Regions from separate parts of the Mus musculus genome. Here region 2 is linked to region 1. A link is a contact called in public ChIA-PET data. All regions are on one chromosome and are shown on one strand. Each heading gives the region's core, a stretch centred on a gene start, on an enhancer-like site or on the middle of the called end of the contact. The rest is flanking DNA. Distances are from core to core; before and after follow the strand shown.

Region 1 (3,179 bases), core at 574-3,073:
TCCCTCAGGAGGACAATCAGCTACAAGCTAAAATAACTGCATTTGGTTCAGAGTTGCTATTGGTTATGATGTGAATTACATCAAAAAGCAAAATAAGACATGATATATATGACATATAATGTAAAGAACTTACATACATTTAGAACTATTTGAGCTTAAATACAATCAAACTTAGATTTCACATGATAAGTTTGCAATATTTTAAACAATGCAAATGAAGGTGATTATTTTCCACTCTATTGAAGGAGATGAAGAAACATCTGTGTAATGTCTTGCAGAACACAGAACAGACATAATTTCTTAGGTTCTTTGAATTATGCCTTCTCAAAGCCACTGAAGATCTGTTACAGTGGTCAGAAAAATGGTATCTGAAAAGATTTTGATGAGTCTGGAAACCACTTAGTACAAGAAATCTTTACATTTTTATTTACAAAAAAAAATCTTGTCACTTTTATTTAAGAGGGTTTTGCATAAAATTGTCTTCAAAACAAAGGCAACATTTAAGAATTTTTATGTTTATAAAAATGAAAGGTGTGACCTGCTAGTGTATAAGTTTTCTGTTGCTACAGAACAAGTGAACAAAAATATATGTTTTAACGGAACACACATATTATCATTTCAGCACATAGGTCTATCTCAACTGTCTCTTCAGCTAAAGTTTTATCCTAGGATGCATTTGAAACATTAGTCAGGAATTGACTTTCATCTAGTGACTTCCCTGGAAAGATATACCTCCAGGTATGACTGGGAGCCCTAGACATATACCAGCCACACTTACTACAAGTTCCCTACCACCTGACCTTCAAAGGAGCTTAACATTATAATTAACTTATTCAAAGCCATAACATAGAGGGAGCAAAACAGCCATGAAGAACAGAGTTGATATAGCATAATGAGAGGAAGATAATGAATCATAATGATAAAATATCATCACAGGGGGAAGATTACATAACACCAGTGCCAGAAAGGGAATCACTGGGGCTGAATCAGTGGGGATATCTTGGGTTTGACTGCCATTGAAGTTAGCAAAATGATATATCTACAGATTAAAGAGATAGATAAATCAGTAATTAAGCAATAAGTGTTAACAAAATAAAATTGCTAACCAAAATAGCTGTATTGACGTCACTGTGATGACTCAGTGGGTAGGAGCACATGGCCCCAATTCAATCCATCCTGAGAACTCACGTTACGGAAGCAGAAAAGAACACTTGCAAAGCTGCCCTTTAACACCCCCATATGTCCTATGGCATGCATGTGCATATATACACATGGTAAATAAGTATAGAAGATTAAAATGTTTCATTGTTATCAGTTAACTTTCTGATATACATTTACTGTACTTGGATAGAAACCTCGGGAAGGGAAGAAGATGCTCTTCTCCAGTGCTAACCCTTGGCAACCTTTGCATTCCTTCACATTTGATAGAGTCTGGCAACAGATAAAAGCAAGAGCAAAAGAAGGTTGCATCTATTGCCCAGGGCAATGAAGCCAAGACCTTTCACCCTATGAGTGTTAAAGATCTTACGTGTGCTTCTAATGTTGAGATTCCTCAGTATTTAACAGCAGCTTGTGGCGCAGCTTGCTAAAGCTACTGTCACAGCTGTCTCTGCACATGAAGCAGATAAAAGAACATTTTCTCTCTGTTACTGCTTGGGTCACCGCCAGCTGCTGCTCTCGTAGATTCACCTCTTTTGAAGATGTCAGTGTAGCCTGATATTTGTGTTTGCAGCTCGGTCGGTCTGCTGACTTCTCAACTCTGACTCTGGCACCTGTCAATGCAATGTGGTTCCCACAGTTTCGCTTTTACTCACTGTGGACTCTCTCCCACACCACCACATATTCAAAAGCTCTTCTGCAGCTGTCAAAGCAGCCAGCTGCTTTTCCCCTTCTGTAGCTTGGCTCTCCAACCTTCCCTCACTCACTGCTACTGCTGCTACCACAGCTCTGTCATCTCCGCTCTACTTCTTTCTTCATGCTACCAAATGAGATCATTCGCCAATTGCAAGGAAGGAAAACAATGCCCGATTGAAAGTCGTTCACTGGGCTGAATGTTGAAACACCAGCGCAACAACAGCGGAGTATCTCTTAGCTAGCTTACCCATGAACCACATAGCTTCTCTGTGTAGCCAGAGAAGGGGTGTTTTGACCAATCACAGCAAACTTTACACTCAAAGGCAAGTTTCTTGTTTTCACTGACCACAGGCTGGCCCAGCTTGTATAGTTAGAGCAGTTCCATTGCAGCTCCAGGAGCCCCCATTCCCATTCCAGCCTGGGTAGAAAAGAGCCCCATGAGTACCCTGGGGCTTTTCATAGCAAAGTATCCCATGCAAATGGTACTTGAGAGAGTTAAGACTGAGCTGCGGTTTCAGGAGGGCGGTTGTCCCTCTACAGCAATTGTGATCTGCATAACGGTAGTCCAGTCAGTTGGTTTCAAACAGTCCTTTTCTTCAAGGTATCCTGTAGAGATGGAAAGAAACCAATAGTTGTCACCTAGGAATCCACATCACAACACTATCCAGTTTCTCTCATTTCCAGGCAGACAAATATCAGCAGAAGCGCTTATAATTTATATTATTATCAGTTTTAACATTTAACATTATTTTTTAATTGGATATTTTATTTACATTTCAAATGGTTTCTCCTTTCTAGGTCTCCCCTTCGGAAGCCCCCTATCCCATCTCCCCTCCCACTGCCTCTATGAGGGTGCTCCCCACGCACCCACCCACTCCTGCCTCCCCGCCCTGGCATTCCCCCACACTGGGACATCGAACACCCTCAGGCCCAAGGAACTCTCCTCCCGCTGATGTCCAACAAGGCCATCCTCTGCCACATATGCAGCCAGCACCATGGGTCCCTTCATGTGTATTCTTTGGTTGATGGTCCAGTCCCTGGGAGCCCCAGGGGTTCTGGCCTGTTGACACTGTTGCTCCCTCCATGGGGCTGCAAAACCCCTCAGCTCCTTCACTCCCTTCTCCAACTCCCCATAGGGGACCCCAGCTCAGTCCAATATTTGGCTGTGTACATCTACATCTGTATTTGTCAGGCTCTGGCAGAGCCTCTCAGGAGACAGTCATATCAGGCTTCTGTCAACAAGCACTTCCCTGCATCCACAATAGCGTCAAGGTTTGGTGGCTCTATATGGAATTAACATTACTTTAATACATTTTGTTCTTACC
Region 2 (3,247 bases), core at 20-2,519, 45 kb after region 1:
ACACAATTAAAAAAGCAGCTAGTCATATCATAATGCCATGGCTGTGCATTTCTGTATGTGGTCACTGAGTCCAGGTTACTGGGAGCTTATCTTCAAGGGACTGGAGTCAGAGACAAATGGCTAATGGGTACCAAGTTGGATGCTTAGCATAAAATGAAGTTTTGTTAACCCTCACAAGGGAAATACTTCAGCTCTTGTTTGAAAATGCCTGCAAAATTAAGTAGAATTCACAGATACCTGTCTTGTGACGTTCTGCATTTTAAGATTGGAACAGGCTGTCTAGAACATGTCTTCAGCTGTGATTTTAGAGGTCCTCTATAGCTACTGCAGTGTCTTCAGGGTAATCCTAATAGTTTCCAGGACATGGACTAAATTGCAGTTCCAGACCCTTAAACAGCTGACTCTTGACAGATGTCTGAGAAAGCCTTTTAAAAAATCTGTTTATAATAGACTGAAAGAAAGCTCAAGAAAGAACTAATCATATTTATACACAACCCATGCTCCAATGCCCCAGGCAGGTGTCTGGTTTTTCTCAGTGTTACTTGATGGAAATCTTAGATAAAGGCAACATTATTCAAATGTAAGAGAACTAAATTTGGAGTTCAAGTTCTGTAAAGTAAACTAGAGTAGGCAGATCACAGCCCCAGGTATTTGCTAAGGTAATATACAAACTTTCTCTCTTCCATAAGTTCAGGGATAGTTTTGCAGCTTGAGGCAGCCCATAGCAAAAACTAGTTAACAGGGGCACAATTTTCTTGTTGGTTTTATTTCAAAAGGATGACTGTAGGTCTCTGGAAATTGACAAGAGAGGTTTTTACAAATATTTACACTTTAAAGGGGGAAAACCTGAATAAACAACTTTACATTTTCCAAAGAAAGGGATTCCAAGAATAGTCGATACCCTTACAGCTAGAAAAAGCTCTCTTTAAAGTTTGTGATCCTCCTGAGGGAACTGAGAGGAAGTGTTTACTGATTAGATGTAGTTATGAAGTTTGACATCAAGGAAATTAAATCGAGTTTCCTATTGCTCCCGTTTCCCCACTTGGAAAGAACTGTAGGCATAACTGTTCATCTTGTTCAGGTTACCCACTCTGGCCCAAGCCTTTTCACTATTAGGAACACTCCTGAAACATGGAAAACCTAGTTGGGACCTCTCAGAGCGTCCCACAGCTACGCGTGCGCAATAGGCTCGAACCTCTGACGTCACTGAGCGCAGCCCGCCCCTACATATTAGCAACCGGAGGCGTCCGTAGCAGCAGTGGCTGCGGGGATGTACGAACTTCCGGTTGTCCCGGCAGGCTGCTGCCGCCGCCGCCGCCGAAGCCACCCGGCGCAGTCTCAGCCACCCGCTCTCCTCCGGAGAGTCGGCTCTGCGGTTCCGGCGCGCCCATGGTCGGCGCTGCGGACCGGGAGGCCGGCCCGGCGGCTGCGGCGTGCTGAGAGGCCGGCGTGGAGACCATGCCGACCCCGCGCGGCTGCTCCGGGCCTTGCCACTTCCTGGCTCCGGCCTTCGTGTTGTTGTTGCTGCCCGCTCTGAGCGGGTCCGGGGCGGTACCGTCGATGGTGGTCAGGGAGGTGCAGGAGTCCAAGTCTCCCAAGCCCGGGCCGCACACGCTGTCGCCGCTTCCTCCGGGCCCCACCGCGGCCCAGCCTCGGGGCCAAGCTCAGTCTGATGCTGCCGGGCTGCCAGGCGCGGAGAGCCGCAATGACAGCATCCCCGGGGCGGGGTCTGAGGCGGACGGCCTCGAAGGGAAGGCCGGAGAAGGTTCCCAGGGTGGCAGCCTGGCCGTGAGTCCCAGTCCTGGCGACAAACCCATGACCCAGCGGGCCCTGACCGTGTTGGTGGTGGTGAGCGCCGCGGTGCTGGTGTACTTCGTGGTCAGGACCGTCAGGTGAGGCACAGCCTCGATGGGCACCCCCTTGCAGCCTAGACCTGGCTGACAGGTGACCTGCTCCGTGAAGCAGGGACAATGTCTGTGACCTGGGCTTGACTTAACCCCTGCCCCCGCCCCAGCGTCAGGAACTGGAATCTAAGACCATCTGGTTGGCTGTCTTAATGGCCTGTGCTGCCTTAGCTGGTGACACAAGCTGTTGCCTTTCCTTTAGAAATCAGTAGCCTAACCTCAGCATCTTGCTCTCTGAGGCTTGCCTCTGCCTTCACAGACCCTGAAGTAGAAGTGCTCTTCCATCCCCAGGAATTTTGATTACAGTGCGGTGAAATACTTCTCTCACTACTCTGCAGTTGGTGTAACTAACACGTTTTGCCTGTTAGAATGCACTCCTATTTCTGAGGCAGGGTACCATAAAAGTAGCGCACAAAGTCCTGATTGGATGTTTCACTTTTGCAAAACTTGCCAATTATGTTTCTTAGATGGTGCCCTTAATCTATCCCAAAGTTAAATTGTCCTCAATTAATTGGGCGCCACATCTCTGGAGAGGTGTCACATAGAGGAAGACCCCCAAGCAGAAGGGGCTAGCTAGCCAAGAGAACAACTGTGGTTTCCCTTTCCCTAAAATGAGAGCAGATGGTATTTTGTGAGATCTGTACTGGTTTGTTTATTTCCTGTTTTCCAAATTACTTCACACTTTCCCATAACTACACACTACCGTTACTTAATGTCCTTAAATCCTCAAAACGAAATGTGGATTTTTAAAAAATAAGTACTTGTAAATGGAAAGCCAACATGGCGTGTCTTAAGTGGTTGATTAAAATGGTACGGTGTTTCTGTGTCGCCCAAACAATCTTATGGAATCTGTTTTTTTTACAAGTCTTCCTTAGCTCCTACTTTACATCTGTTTTCCAAATAACACATTCTCTTACAAGTGTATGAAATACAAAATATTTACTGGTAAGGCTTGAAATTCTACATTGGAACTGATATCAAGAAAATATGTCTTGTCACATTTTAGTGTTGTATATATTCTTAAAAAGAATCAGAAAAGGGTATTAAAGTGCACCCTTTTCCAAGTTGATATGTTTTTGAGGGTGGATTTTCTTTGTATCCATTAACCAAATTTTACAAATGATTTGATGCAGGCACAAATTTGAAAATCTAGGGTCCCCCCCCTTTTTTATTTTTTTGTACTCGGTTTAGGCCAAATGTTAAATAGATTTTGAAGGAAAAAAAGTCACTTTTTACTAGTTTTGGTTTTATGAACAGTTAACTTAAGATTACATTTTTAAAGCAAGTGTTCAATTTGTTCAGAGTTCATTGATGCTAGGTTAGAATCCACAGTTCTAAGCATA

What was found. ChIA-PET counts read pairs in DNA pulled down with a chosen protein or histone mark.
Region 2: a contact with region 1 is called in an RNA polymerase II ChIA-PET map of memory CD8 T cells, with 48 read pairs. The contact joins the promoter of Fam174a here to the enhancer-like site in region 1. A contact is called at or near these places in 2 of 39 promoter capture datasets (macrophages and pre-B cells), 5 of 484 Hi-C or Micro-C datasets (B cells, CD8 T cells, double positive thymocytes and 2 more), 4 of 115 datasets of contacts at active chromatin or transcription factors (the SCID.adh cell line, effector CD8 T cells, embryonic stem cells and 1 more) and 1 of 9 other capture datasets (pancreatic islet).

What each region holds. Positions count from the first base shown.
Region 1 is chr1:95,266,453-95,269,631 of GRCm38.p6, forward strand. No RefSeq gene overlaps it. Among named protein-coding and RNA genes, the nearest start is that of Fam174a, 46 kb to the right of the region's middle. Within about 2 kb of position 1,824, at least 100 of the 459 cell types and tissues checked have an H3K27ac peak or open chromatin away from gene starts, as enhancers often do. A contact at or near this core is called in CD8 T cells, the SCID.adh cell line, double positive thymocytes and 4 more, where this site is marked.
Region 2 is chr1:95,312,359-95,315,605 of GRCm38.p6, forward strand. Fam174a (family with sequence similarity 174, member A) reads left to right here and starts at 1,270. Exons shown (of 3, transcript NM_026321.4): 1 at 1,270-1,892. The coding sequence starts at 1,459.